Regions from separate parts of the Gossypium arboreum genome. Here region 2 is linked to region 1. A link is a contact called in public Hi-C data. All regions are on one chromosome and are shown on one strand. Each heading gives the region's core, a stretch centred on a gene start, on an enhancer-like site or on the middle of the called end of the contact. The rest is flanking DNA. Distances are from core to core; before and after follow the strand shown. Region 1 holds the start of LOC108481903 (leucine-rich repeat receptor-like serine/threonine/tyrosine-protein kinase SOBIR1). Region 2 holds the start of LOC108483083.

Region 1 (7,384 bases), core at 2,373-4,872:
TTGGTGTATTTGAACATATAAAATCTGGTACCAATGAGGGTACATTGGTTAGGCATATTAGGTGATGAATTTGGTGTATTTTGGGCATGTTTAATCATGTTTTGAATAAGTTAAACGATTAGCAATTGAGTTGTTTAGTGTCTAAGTAGATAGGAAATGGTAAACTTGTGATTTAAGGCACATTTTAGGTCTACACGACCAGACACACGGGCGTGTAACTTGACCGTGTGAAACACACGGCTAGCACACAGGCGTGCGAGGCCATTTTGAAAGGGTATATAGTCTAGCACACGGGTGTGTGGCTTGGCCGTGTGACCCAATTCAATGAGTTACACGGGCAAGGACACGGCCGTGTGTCCCTACTTTGAATGCCCACACATCCAGACACACAGACGTGTGACTTGGCCATGTGAGTCACACTACCGTGTAACCTCTACAGTTAAAATTTTTTGTAATTATTTCCTAAACTTCCAGAATTGTTTCAAATTAGTCCCTGCCTATTTTTTAACTATTTTTAGGCTCCTGTAGACTTGTAATAGAGGCTGTAATAATAACTTTTACTTGGAATTTGGGTGATTTAGCAAACCTAAATTAAGTGCATTCCACTAACATCATTGACGATAGATTAAAAATATAATCGTAGACGGAGCATGGACTAATACTCTGATGCTAAAAATTGGAATAGTCTTATATGTATCTGAATTCGAACATTCTAGAAGGGATAAATAATGATAAGAGTGTAGAAAGTGGAAGACTAAGTTTAGAAATGCATAGCATAATTTATTATTAAGATGTATATGAATCTAGTATGATAGTATCAGATTGTTGTGACCTACACCTGTATATTATAATGTTATTAGTGAGTTTATATGTTGATTATGATTGATTTAATTGTTTGATTAGTTAGTAATGCTCATGACCCTAATCTGACGACGGAGAAGGGTTAGGGGTGTTATCTATCGGTACTGGTCTGCCAGATTGGATCGATATCAGATTCACTGTCATCTTCATTCTCAGACCCACCAACATCTTCTGTGTTGGATGTCCTCTCGCTGGTGGACGTCGTAAGGAGTACATCATCCCTTCTCGTATAACTATCGAAACATCCAAAATCATTTGTCGATAGCCAACCACTGAAAGTAGACATCATTCCTTTATAAGAGTTCCCAACATTAAACATCGGTTGACTGAAGTTCAAATCAATACCACTAAATGAGTGACATGCATGGGTCGTGTATTCCATCCTACCACTCCAACCTGACTGTTCGGTGTTCTGCCTGCCACGGTTGAAATCTAAGGCCGAGAAAAATGAGTATCTTCTGATTGATGATTCCGAGATATCATGATGGGAAGTTCCTAAAAAAGTGGTGAACACACCAGACAACTGTGCCGTTGGACTATTAGCATGTTCTTCCATTCTGTCTTCTCGAACATGAACATATGTCGATGTCTGAGGGCCTTGGTCTCCCATTGAGAACTCGTCATATAACTCAAGAAACGAGGATTCACTGTTTAGATGCGTCTACACCATCGCCTCTAACCCTCTCGCACCTCTAATATCAAAATCGTCATATCTAATAAGTTGTCTGACGCACAAAATCGATATTAAAGGGACGATACTTTCAGTTAGTTGATCCAATGATTTTCCACCTAATTCTTATTCGTAGTTCTGACAATTGTCTGTTCTAGTTAAAAGTCAGTCGCACTGTGTTTTCTAATAAAAAAATGACCTTGTTCTCAGTGTCACACATTTCACCGTTGTAATAAACAATAGCATTAATCCGTCCACTCATTTTCAACCAAATAACCTGTCAAGACGTTCAAAACAAAAATATTATGCAAAAAATTAATGAATAACAAAAATCAATGTTTACTTTTATGCAAATTGCGTCGTTGCTCTAACTTATACCTTCTCTATGAACTTCTCTTCTTCTGATCTCTCTGACAACTGGTTATTTGCTCGTAAATGGCTTATGTTACTTGAGGCTAAAATATGTTTCATTTATAGATCAGGGGACGAGCTCAAAGTTGATTCTGAAAATTCCCACCGGCTAGTGAGGGTTGAAATTTGTAGAAAAATAACGCTCCAAGCAAGACACACTATCAGCAAAAGTATTGAAAGTGTGTCCAAGTGGAAGTGTTTTCAGTGCCATGTAAGTTGAAAGCGCTTCCAATTGGATGGTCTTTCAGTACTTTTGCTGATAGTGCGTCCTACTTGGAGCGTTATCTCTCTACAAATTTCAACCCTCATTTGGGACAAAAAAACCATCGTATATATCCCGAGATATATTTTCAAAACTCATATCGTCAATATTAATGCACTGTGATAAATAATTTACTAAAATATTGAATCAATCTAGTATTAAAAATGTGCAAAATTTTAAAAACCACTATTGTGCGTCCTGCTTGGAGCGTTATCTCTCTACAAATTTCAACCCTCACTTGGGACAAAAAACCCACAATATATCCCGAGATATATTTCAAAACTTATCTCATCAATATTAATGCATTGTGATAAATAATTTACTAAAATACTGGATCAAACTAGTATTAAAAATGTGAAAAAAATTAAAAACTAATATTTCATCCCAAACAAGTACTTCAAGTTTCGATGAAAATATGAGGTTTTTAAATTTCTAATACAATAATAATTATTTAACATTTCAAAAACCCTAAACCCTATCCTAAACCCTAACCCGAAAATACAAAACCCTAGCACAAAATACCCATGAGAAAAACGTTTCCAGTTGAAAACTTTTTAGTTGAACTGTCGAGAAAACACGTACACGGTATAATGTACATAATTATAAAATAAACATAATTATAATATAAATAATACATCTAAATTAATGCCATGTGATAAAATATGTTATATATTAGTATTATAATAAAATAATAATAATAAATTACAAATTATTTTATATTAGTATTATAATTGTTTTTAAATTATTTTTAAGAAAAATTATAATAAACATAATTATAATATAAATAATACATCTAAATAATTAAAATGAAAATTATAAAATAAAATTAATGGTTAAAATATATTCGAATCTAAATTAAAATATATAAAAGTATATATACATGAAATAAAACTTAACAAAATAAATTTATATAAAAAATAAAGTAATGATTTACATGATGGGATAACCCAAACTTTAAATAATAACTACAATCAAATTAACATCACAAAGCATATTCATAACTAAATCTGAATTTAATATTATAATTGCACGTAACTTTTATTATGACATAATTCTGAAGAAAAACTTTTTTATAACATAACAACACAAATAAAATAATTGGTTTGGATGATGGTAAAATTATTATTAAAAATTAAATAAATTAATTTTATGTGTTAAATTAAAATAAATTAATTTTTATTATCAAAATTTTATTTATTTTACTATTAAACTGATGAAATAATTAAACTAACCTGTCGTTAGATCAATTGTGAATAATAAAAATGAAGTAAATTTTTAATCGGAAGACTGATTAATTATACAAGTACCTCCACCGTCGTTTGCTTACGGGAAAAATCAACTCAAATGGGCTCCACATACACATTTTTTCCACACGGTATCAGCTTATAAAAAAAACCAAGGAATTAATTATTTAATTATTTAATAGCAGCTATATGAGCATCCAATAATCTTCCACTACCTTTCTTTTCTCTCCCTCCACCAACCCCTCCTTAATCCGCCCTAAATGGCGTTCTCTCCCGGAATACCCCACCGTCGTCGTCACTTCCTTCGCTTCCTCACTCTCCTCTCCCTCTTCTTCATATCCCATTCAAGGCTAACTCTCGACCGTTCAGACTCCAAAGCTCTTTCCACACTTCTCAAAGACTTGGGCATCGCCAGTCAACGGTTCCCCGCCACCGATCCTTGCAGAGCCGCCGGCGTTTTCTGCGAGAGAAGACTCGCCGACGACAACACTTATGTCCTTAAAGTCACCAGGCTTGTATTTAAATCCCAAATGCTTGATGGGTCTCTGTCTCCTGCAATTGGGAAGCTGTCGGAGCTGAAAGAGCTCTCCGTTTCCCACAACAGGATTGGTAACCCAGTTCCACATGAAGTTTTTCACTGTAAAAAACTCGAAATCCTCGACCTTCGAAACAACATGTTTTCCGGCGAGATACCGTCGAATTTGTCTTCTTTGGTTCGTCTCCGAGTTCTCGATTTATCTTCCAATGAGTTCACCGGTGACTTGACCTTCTTGAAGTATTTTCCCAACTTGGAAAATCTTTCCCTTGCCAACAATCTGTTTTCCGGGAAAATCCCATCATCTATACGTTCGTTTCGAAACCTTCGGTTCTTTGATTTCTCAGGGAACAATTTCCTTGAAGGTTCAGCTTCATTGATGAGCCAAGTTGATGAATCAACAGTAACTCAGTACCCCAAACGGTACACTTTTGCTGAGAGGAAATCAACAAATAATAGCAGAAGCAGAGCTCAAGCTCCATCACCAATTGGGAGCAAATCAGTAACCAGTGAAGGTCCTATCTTATCACCAGTAACTCAACACCGACACAAAAATAATAGTAAAAAAGCAATGGAATGGCTGTTGGGATTCTTTGCTGGAGCTGTAGGTGGGGGCATATCTGGGTTCGTCTTCTCTGTTATGTTTAAACTGGTGTTGGCAACCATTTTAGGAGCTGCTAAAGATCCTGGTCCATCCATATTCAGTCCATTGATTAAGAAAGCTGAGGATTTATCGTTTTTAGAGAAAGAAGATGGGTTGGCTTCATTGGAGATCATAGGGAAAGGGGGGTGTGGAGAAGTATATAAAGCTGAATTACCAGGAAGTGATGGCAAAATGATTGCTATTAAGAAAATTATTCAACCCCCAAAAGATGCAGCTGAGTTAACTGATGAAGACAGCAAGCTTCTCAACAAGAAAATGCGTCAAATCAAATCAGAGATCACCACAGTAGGCCAAATTCGACATAGGAATCTCCTTCCGTTGTTGGCTCATATTTCTCGACCCGACTGTCACTACCTTGTGTATGAATTCATGAAGAATGGAAGCTTGCAAGACATCTTACAACAAGTATCAGAAGGCACAAGGGAGCTAGATTGGCTTGCGCGGCAGAGGATAGCAAAAGGAGTGGCTGCTGGGCTTGAATATCTTCACATGCACCATAGCCCTCGAATCATTCATAGAGATTTGAAACCAGGGAACATCCTTCTTGATGATGAAATGGAAGCCAGGATCGCAGATTTCGGGCTTGCAAAAGCAATGCCTGATGCACAAACTCATATTACCACTTCCAATTTGGCTGGAACTGTGGGGTATATCGCACCTGAATATCATCAAACACTTAAGTTTACTGATAAGTGTGATATTTATAGCTTTGGGGTTATACTTTGTGTTTTGGTGATGGGGAAGCTACCATCTGATACGTTCTTTCAACACACTGATGAGATGAGTTTAGTGAAATGGATGAGAAACATCATGATTTCAGACAACCCCACAACAGCCATAGATCCTAAACTGATTGGAAAAGGGTTTGAAGATCAAATGATTCTGGTTTTGAAGATTGCGTATTTCTGCACTTTGGATGATCCAAAGGAGAGACCAAACAGCAAAGATGTCAGATGCATGTTGTCTCAAATCAAGACTTAAGTTTAAGTCGAGGAATGTTTAGAATAATGTTGCAACTGACAAAGAATGTTGTCAGATTGTTAGTTTTTTTTTTGTTTTTGTTTTTGTTTTTGTTTGCTGCATATCATCTTTATATGTAACCAGTTGTAGTAAAATTGTAAGAAATATATATAATCTGGGTTTTGGACGTACCCTGCTAAATTTAGAAACAAATCCTGCACTCTTTTCCTTGGTCAAAGTGCATGCCTCTGAAGTAGCATGAAGGACATTCACCCTTAACATACAACATTCAACTAATTTAAAATATGTCCAACATGCTCAAATATCAATATTTAATATTACAATCGAAATACAATCAGTCTAACTCGTTTGTATACTCAAAATTTATAATGGCCTTTGTTTGCAAACCCTTTATCCTATTTGGAACATTTAGATAATGTAGCACTAGGGCTGTCACTTTATTTCCTTTGGAATTTGATTGGTTGTTTGGGAATGGGAATTGGGGACAGGGTCACTAACATCGTGAAACATGTTATTTCCAGGGAACATCATGACAGCAATATAATACTAAATTTAATAACCATAGAATAGGTTTGACTCAATCAAACTTTAGGAAGCTTCATAAAAGAGACAAAAAGGTTCAACTAGGGATGAAGGGGGTATAGTCTTTTGAAGTTTTTATTTTTTATTTTTACATTGAAGTGGCTGCAAGAATTTAATTCATTTGATTGTTTTAAGTTTATATATTCTTTTTATATTTGATTTAAGTAGTAGTCTTTAAATTTTTAATCCTTGTTTTATAACTTAGGATTTTAAAATTTAGATTCGAATCAATCTCTTTCAACAACACATTAGTTTAATGGTTAGTTTATATCATATTATATGTCCACTCTGTATAAAAATATTCTAATATAAGTTTAGATTTTTTTTTATTATCGTTTGTAATTGCAATTCTTATCATAATTATTTAGATGTATTCTTTATAATTGCAATTGTGATTGTAAATGTAACTTCAAAAACAACGCCTTATATATATATATATATATAATATTGATAAAGGAGTTGGTGAGTTCGGTGTCACTCTAGATCCTAGCTCAATAATGAACTTACCAAAATCTCCTTTATTTTTCTAACAACAATATCATTTTGATTTTTTTTTTGTCTTTTCATATGAAATCTAAAAAAAAATACTTAGACATAACGGATTGGACCTCAAAATATTATAGCTTTCACTCTATTAATTTCACCATTTCTTTTTTGATGCAATTGTGGTTCAAACCTAGACTATTCCTAGAGAAGGTGAACACTCCACCACTAGGCCACAACTTAGATTCAACTTCACCATTTCAATCAAAGCCATTGCTATATCAATTTTTTTTTATATAAATTTGTTACCTAAGGTTTTCACCCACATCGTAGATATGGCATAATTAATCTAGTATTAATTGAAAAATACATCATGTTTAATATATAATTATATTAAAATATAATACAATTTATAATATAATTTAATAATAATTAAAAATATTTTTATGTCTAATTAAGTTTTATTATTTTTAATAAAAATAAATATTGAAGATAAAAATAGAATAATAATTAATTAATAAAGGATAAAATTATCTTTTCAAAAAATTTCAAATTCAAAATGATTCAAACTTAAAATAAACTCAAAATCAAAATAACCCAATTTAAATAGATAGATAAAATGCAATTATATATATATATAGCAATTCTACATCGTACATGCAAGTAAATTTGGATTGAGCCCAAATTTGAA
Region 2 (7,384 bases), core at 2,079-4,578, 180 kb before region 1:
ATTATCATTTCCCCCTCGAATACTCTTCTTAGAGTCACGCGCAAGCTCTGCTAAAAAAGCTTCTCTTGCAGCATCAGACTTCTCAATGGCATCTTTCTCGGCCAGATCCTCCAAGTGTACCTAATATAAAAATAATTAATAAAACATATAAAGTAAAAGCAATATCAAGATATATACATTTTGTCTAGAAGAGACAGAACATCAAATGAAAACTTTTACTGGTTTATTACATACCCTCAAGTATGATTTCACTAAAGGCAACAACACTGATTGGTAATCATGCGCAGACACAGGCTCAAGTTTGACTTCCAACTGCTGCATCCCAGTAACATTTCGCATAATTCGTGCATCAATTTTGCTAAGCTGCAAAAAAAATGGAACAGTTAAGAATGGCAATTTAAGAATCAATTCTTTATATTGAAAGTTGCACATAAAGTAAAAGACCGACCTCAACTGATAATTGTTCCTTCTGTCTCTGAATGGCAACCTCTATGCAGGTGTCCACTTGATGCAGATAATCCTTAGCTCCCCAGTCATCATCTTCACCAGATTCCAAGTCACATAACTGAGAAGTCAAACCAGCATAAGTATCCCCGTAGCCAAATTGATTGACATTCAGTGCTTCTGCTTCTTTTAAAATATTTGATATAGCATCCAACTCAAATCTGCCGCTGAGGAACATAACATCACTTTCATTCTCAACAAGTTCTTCTCTTCGCTTCCTAAGGACAGATTCATAGCTTCTATGAATAAATTCAGTGGAAGTCTCTCTCTTCTTACCTTCTTCAAGACAGAGATCCTCCACAGCCTGCAGTGCTTCCTCATAGCTTATATGATCACATTTTCTCTCACAAAGGCTCTGTAGGTGATAAAATTCCTTCTCCAGCATCTGAAGCATTTCAAGTCCTTGCTGCGTTTTCTCTTCTTTCATGCGCATCCATGATGCCAATTGATCCCCACTTGAGGGGCCTGCAAATATCCAGGACAGCAGAGCATCAGCATCCTGTAAAACCCCATTTCCATTGCTACCATTAACATTGCCTTGAGTAGCATCTTCTATTGCTGCATCAGGCAATAAATGTTCATCCAGGAGTAGACAGGAAGCATCTGCACTAAGAATAATCTTCTCTTTAACCTCAAGAACCTCAGCAGCACCATTCACATCATCCATAGTAGCAGTCTTCTCAGAATATCTAGCCAGACCACAAGAATGAGATATATCCTGCAATAATTTGAGGATTTTTCTAAGTTGTGTAGCTCCTAAAAAACGAATGCACATGGGACTCTGATCTACACCGTAATTCAGAAGCTGAGAACCAGAAACCATACTCTGCAACTCATCCATTGTGAACTGTATCACCTTGTTAAGATGGCCAGCAGCAAGGTAGTTATGTCTAATAAGCAGTTCAAAAGTAGCACGGATTCTTTCAAGCAGCTTGGCACGCTCAGCATCATCCACTGTCGGCCAACTATTCATAAGGGGATATGCTACAGAACCCTGGTTTCCATCACATTCTTTGCATTCAATGTTATGAACTTTGTCACAATCATTGCCCTTAAAACTACCACAATTGTAGGGATCCCTAAAATTTTCCTTATCACTCACATCTTTGAGGCAATCATCACTATCTTCATTACGGTTCCGTGAGTAAAAATCATGAGAAAACTCCGGCTCACCAAATTTAGGCTGGTTGTCAATCATTTTAACTGCAGCAGAAATATCCAGGGGATCCCAAGAACAGTTAAGGAGCATCTCTATCCACTCTTTATCAACACTTTGTGGCAGAACAGTCTGCATTTTAGGGATGAGGTTCCCCATATGTTCCTGAACAACATGCTGCATGTGAGACTCTGAATCCGCAAACTTCTCACTACATCTACAACAAACCCAAAACTTAAAAGTCTTATTAACCTCAGCAAATGCTAAAGCCTCTGATAAGACCTCGCTCGCCAACCCATCTTTCAACAAACCAAAATATGCTTTGAGATCACTAACCCTAATCTTAAGCAAATCTTTCTTCGAATCAACACTCATTGAATTCCAAAACGATCGAACCCAATCTCTCCTTTCAGCTGTAGAACTATTCTTCCTCCTCCTATCTGCTCCTCCCCTTTGTCCACCTCCGGAAGTAAAATCCAGTCCGTTCCTCTCTCCCTCACCCTGCAACACTGGAGAAGAAGAGGCTGCGTCAGATTTCTGCTGCTGCAACAATCTAGCAGCAGCAACTCTAACCTCAATCTCTTTCCTTCTTTCTTCTGGCGTCTTTGTAGCTTTCTTAATCTCGTTAGGTCTTCTCGCTTGTACTAACCTAACCTCCATAGGATCCTCGGGTAGTCTCCTAAGCGGAATGACCCTATACTTCTCTTCTCCACTCCCTAAATTCTTCATCCAATTAGAAATTGAAGCGATATTCGATTTCTGTATCAATGACTTCAGCTCACTCTGCACGTGCAAAATTCTTGCCTCCGCGGTTGATATTTTCTGTTGACTCTCTTCTTGCAAGCTTTCTTTGGCGGGATCCACCGGATTCTCAATGGCCAATGCGCGTTCACATTCTTGAATCACCACTTCATACTCTTTCGCATCGTTGGCTAATTCGTACAGTAAATTAGCATAAAAATGAGCAAATTCGATCGAGTTCGGAGACAATTCCACAGCTTTTTTGGCCGAATCGATAGCGTTCTTCAAATGCCGCTGCTTGGCGTTAGAGTCATCGATGATGGATGCCACTTTCACGCAGACCCTGCCTTGAACGCGGTGGATTAGCGCCGCATGAACCGAGTTCTCATGACGAGTACACGAATCTTTCATCAACCGAAGCGCTTTGGTATGATTGCCACGTCGGAGTGCCGTTAGGGCTCGTTCACACTCCCCCTTAACCGCCGCATAGGACGACTGCGAGGAAGAGGGAGAACCATAATCGGATTCAAGTGGAAGCGCCAATACATCGATCTTCGCATTATTGGGAGTCAGCTCGGGCGCTTGTTTTGATCTTGGAGCAACGTTTTTCTTCCTGTGCCCCATCTACTCTAATCTCAATCACATTAACATGCATAAATCTCTGTTTTTCAGCAAATTAATTGGAGATTTGAATAGAGTGATGGAGGAGAAACGGGAAGAAGATCGGCCGAAATCCCAGCGTCGATCAGACTCTGATGACGGACTAAAGGGAAAAATAGAATCGCTTCGTCTTCTTCTGCTGCTCCTTGTTGCTTTGGTGCTTGTGAAATAAATAATAGAGGCTGAGGCTTTTTTTCTTTCGGTTTTTTTTTTTTTTTTTGAGAAATTTAATTTGGATCTAAAAGTTAGATGTACTTATATAGCTGGGGGTATTTAGGACGTGCATTTGTGTTTGATTGTTGCTATTCCTTATTATTTTTATTATTATTATTTATAACTATGTTTCGAGTCGAGGGTATTCATAGAATAGGTGAATATCAATTATTATTTATATTTTTCAAAAAAATTAAATAATTTTTCATGAAATATGTTCCATTTGCATTAGCGGAGATAAAAATTTTGAGCTCATAATTAAAGGACGAGATTAACAACCACCACATCACATCTCATTGTTAAGGTTCAATTATTTTAATTTCACAAAGTTGGATTCTATAATAAGATACATTGCATTCTTAAAGAAAGACAATAAATTTAAACTTTAAAAACTATGTTGGAAACTACGAATCTCGAACCTTGATCATAATAATTTTTTTTAGAGTATCTCAATACCGATGAGTATCAAGTTTGGTAAGTTTGACTTAGGGACCTCGACATCTATGAATGTCGAGTTTGGCTTTACTCTATCGATGCTAGTGTAATTATTTGACTATTTTTTCTTACATATTTGTTTTTTCTTTCTTTCTTTCTTATTATATATACAGTCAACCCTCGTTGTATCAGCCTTGTTTGTCTATCAAAATTTTATCTGTTATAGAGAGATGGTTGTTATACACCTATAATATCATGCTGTTACATAAAGAAGTGTTATAAGTCTACCATAAGTTTGATATTATGAATTCCCATCCACTGAATAAATTGAGAATTATGTTCAAAAAAGAAACAAAGTGAGAATCAAATCAACAAAATTAAAAAGATGTATAACAGATGCATGCATTATTATTTTTATGCATCTTTTAGTTTACATTCTTTCACATAACTAATTATGAAGTTCATATATCTAACATGTTCAATTAATCAACATAAGTTATCAAATCAAATTGATTAATTTATCATGATTTGTTAATTCAAGTAATCAATTTATAAGGTTGTGTTATTCCAAATTCATAATAGAATATTCAATTATGGAACTTAATAGTATATTGAATTGATATCTTTAACTCCACTCATTGAAGATTATTGAGGCAAGGTGTGTTGTATTGAGTTAACTAGCACTCGACAGTGCCCACTATAGTCTACTACTGAGATAGTGGAGTTAGTTGTCATATTTAAGTTGGCAATATAATGAAACTAAATCTTTGGACGAGTTATTGTGATGATATTTTGAAGATACTATGGTACATCTATAGGAACCAATCCATGGCTAGTGAAGATTAGATTGGATTCAAATGAATTTAAGACAACCCTTGTTTTGTAGACAATCGGTCGGGATTGTGATGCTGATTTTGGAAGGTCATATCTTCATCAGATTATGCTTTTATTGGTTATATTGTACTAGATTTTTTTAAGGAATTATTGTTTATTCATTTAGTTTCTATGTTAACAAGTTGAGATTGATATATGTTAGAGAGGTTTGTCTAGGTTATATAAGAGAGCATATTGAGAGCACTTGATTTTGTTCATTGAGGAACTGTTTTGTGTAAGAGTGCAAACCGAATTGTAAACTTTTAGTGTTTATTACCTAAATCCTCAATAGGAGAATTTAGAGGTGAGTGTTCTAGTCTTTAGGAGCAAATGTGAGATCTCTATACTTAGAAGTGATAAAGTGTGATTCACTTGTTGTATTGTGGACTAAATATAGTGGAATTACTCACTGAGCTAGACTCCGTAAATGCAAGGAAATTGAACTGCATAAACAAACATTGGTCTTCTTTGTGTTTATGTTTACACATTTTTATGTAGTGCCAACCCGTATTGACTACTATAGTCAAACACTTCCATTAATTGTTGTGTTATTTAGTAAACATCAATTGTAGGTAGCAATAAATGTTATTTCATTTAATAAAATATTATTAATAGATTTTTTTCATGTGAAATTTAATCATTTTAATGAAATAATATTTTAATTAAGATCATTTTATTTAACAAATTGTAAGTAATAGGCTTGCTTATATGAAATAACTATAATTTTACTTAAAATATTGGATAATGTAGGTGATAAACCCGATTAAAAATGAACAAAGTGAAGAAAATAAGAATCGAAAAGATTAAACATGCAAATTTTACGTGGACAAACTCCTCTAGAGATGATAAAAAGCCTCGAGCAAAATAAGATTTCACTATAATAAAGGAGAGTGCAAAAGATGGAGAGAATTAAAAGAAAAAACTCGAAGCCCCATAAGAAAAAAAAAACCTTCGAAACAAAGAACAAAATTCTCTCAATCTAAATATTTTTTGTTGTGTAAAACCAAAAGTGTAACAGTCCAGTTTAGACCCTAGTCGGAATAGTGGTTTTGGGACCACAAATCCTAGTCAAAAAAATATTTAAATATTATTTTCTGTGATTATAATATGTGAATTGGCATGTGTGAAAGTTTCGTATGAAAATTTAATTGTTTGTGTGCTTAATTTGATAAAAGGAGGAAATCGCGTAAAATGTAAAAGTGGCCTTCTATTTGAAAAAGTGCTAATTTGCTATGTTTTATTAAATGTGGGGTCCTTATATTTTTATTTAACCATTAGCTTAATGGATGGACATAAATGGCCTTATGTTTATTGATTAAATGGTTTTATAACAAAGGGTAAAATTACTATTTAGTTAATATGATGATTAAAATAAAACAAAAGCTTAAAATTTGATTCATTATCCATCTTATGGCCAATTATATCAAACAAAAGAAAAGAAAAAGAGTTGTTTAGGGTTTAGCACTTCTAATCTTTGATTAAGGTATGTTTCTGATCGGTTTTTGATAATTTTTACGTTTTTGTGATTGTTGCTTAGTGTTCTATCAAGCCCAAGTCTCAATTTCTAATTTTTTTGATGATTTTGAAATATGCCATTGATGAAATTGTGAGATTTGTGATGTTAGTTGTTGGAAAATAAAAGATGTGTTGGGTTAGTATATTTTGTCTTAGAATTTTTGATGAATTTGAGTAAAATGGGCTAAATTGTAAATATGAGATTTTGAGGGACTAAAATGTGAAATAAATGAAACATATGGGTTTATATGAAGACTATGAGAATTCAGCCTAACATGAGTATTTGGAAATTTGTATATTTTATGATTTTTGAGATTAGGGACTAAAGTGCAAAAATGTAAAAATGTGAGGGCTAATTTGTAAATTGCCCTAAATATGTGTTTGTCGATTGATTTGAATGATTTGGTGAATAAAAGAGTTAAATTTGAATTTATATAGATCAAGAACTGAAGAAGATAGAATTAGATCAGGAAAAGTCGAAAGTCGTCGAGTAACCGATTTCGTCTTTCCGAATCCGTACAAGGTAAGTCTATATACAAATAAATGTGCTTTGATTTGAATTTTTATCGGTTATATGCTATTGTACTATGATGAATGAATATATGAGTTGAGAAAAATGAGACATCCGAGAAAGTATCGACAAAGTTCCGATGTCCGAAAAGCCCAGTACGAACTTTAGGAATAGTTAGGATACATATGTCATGACATAAGATCTGATATGTGTTATCGTGTAAGACCACTTCTGGGATGTTGGCATCGACTTATGATTTACATGTAAGACCAACATTGGCATTGTATTTGATTTCGTGTAAGACCCTGTCTGGGACAGTGGCATCGATATTTGATTATATGTAAGACCATGTCTGGGACATTGGCATTGTATGAGCTTTCCGAGCTATCCGCGTATCCTTATAATTCTGAACGATTCAACGGGTATTCCAAGAAAATAGATGACTATGTGAATTTGTATCTGACTCAGGTATGTTTGAATTGTATACCATGTTTGAGAATGAGAAGTAAGTATCTGTACCTTGGTGAATATATGATATAAGTATGAGTTGCTATGAGAATGAGTTATGATATGTATATGTGAATTATGTTCAAATGAAATAAAGAGATATATGGCTAAGTGAATGTATTTTTGCCTTAAATTATATGAATGAATTGATGTTATTTGTTAAGTTTATTTGTATATGGCTTACTAAGCTTTTGAAAGCTTACTTTATGTGTTTTTCAACTGTTTTATAGATATGGAAGCTACTAAGAACTCGGGGATTGTCAATGACC

Evidence for each region. Hi-C and Micro-C count contacts between places; a contact is called where the count stands out from the background.
Region 2: a contact with region 1 is called in a Hi-C map of leaf, with 4 times the contacts expected there. The contact joins the promoter of LOC108483083 here to the promoter of LOC108481903 in region 1. A contact is called at or near these places in 2 of 5 Hi-C or Micro-C datasets (both in leaf).

What each region holds. Positions count from the first base shown.
Region 1 is chr1:16,685,605-16,692,988 of ASM2569848v2, reverse strand. It overlaps LOC108481903 (leucine-rich repeat receptor-like serine/threonine/tyrosine-protein kinase SOBIR1), which reads left to right and starts at 3,622. Exons shown (of 1, transcript XM_017784970.2): 1 at 3,622-5,820. The coding sequence starts at 3,709. The coding sequence ends at 5,628.
Region 2 is chr1:16,864,738-16,872,121 of ASM2569848v2, reverse strand. LOC108483083 reads right to left here and starts at 3,328. Exons shown (of 16, transcript XM_053027605.1): 1 at 449-3,328; 2 at 235-363; 3 at 1-120. The coding sequence starts at 3,025.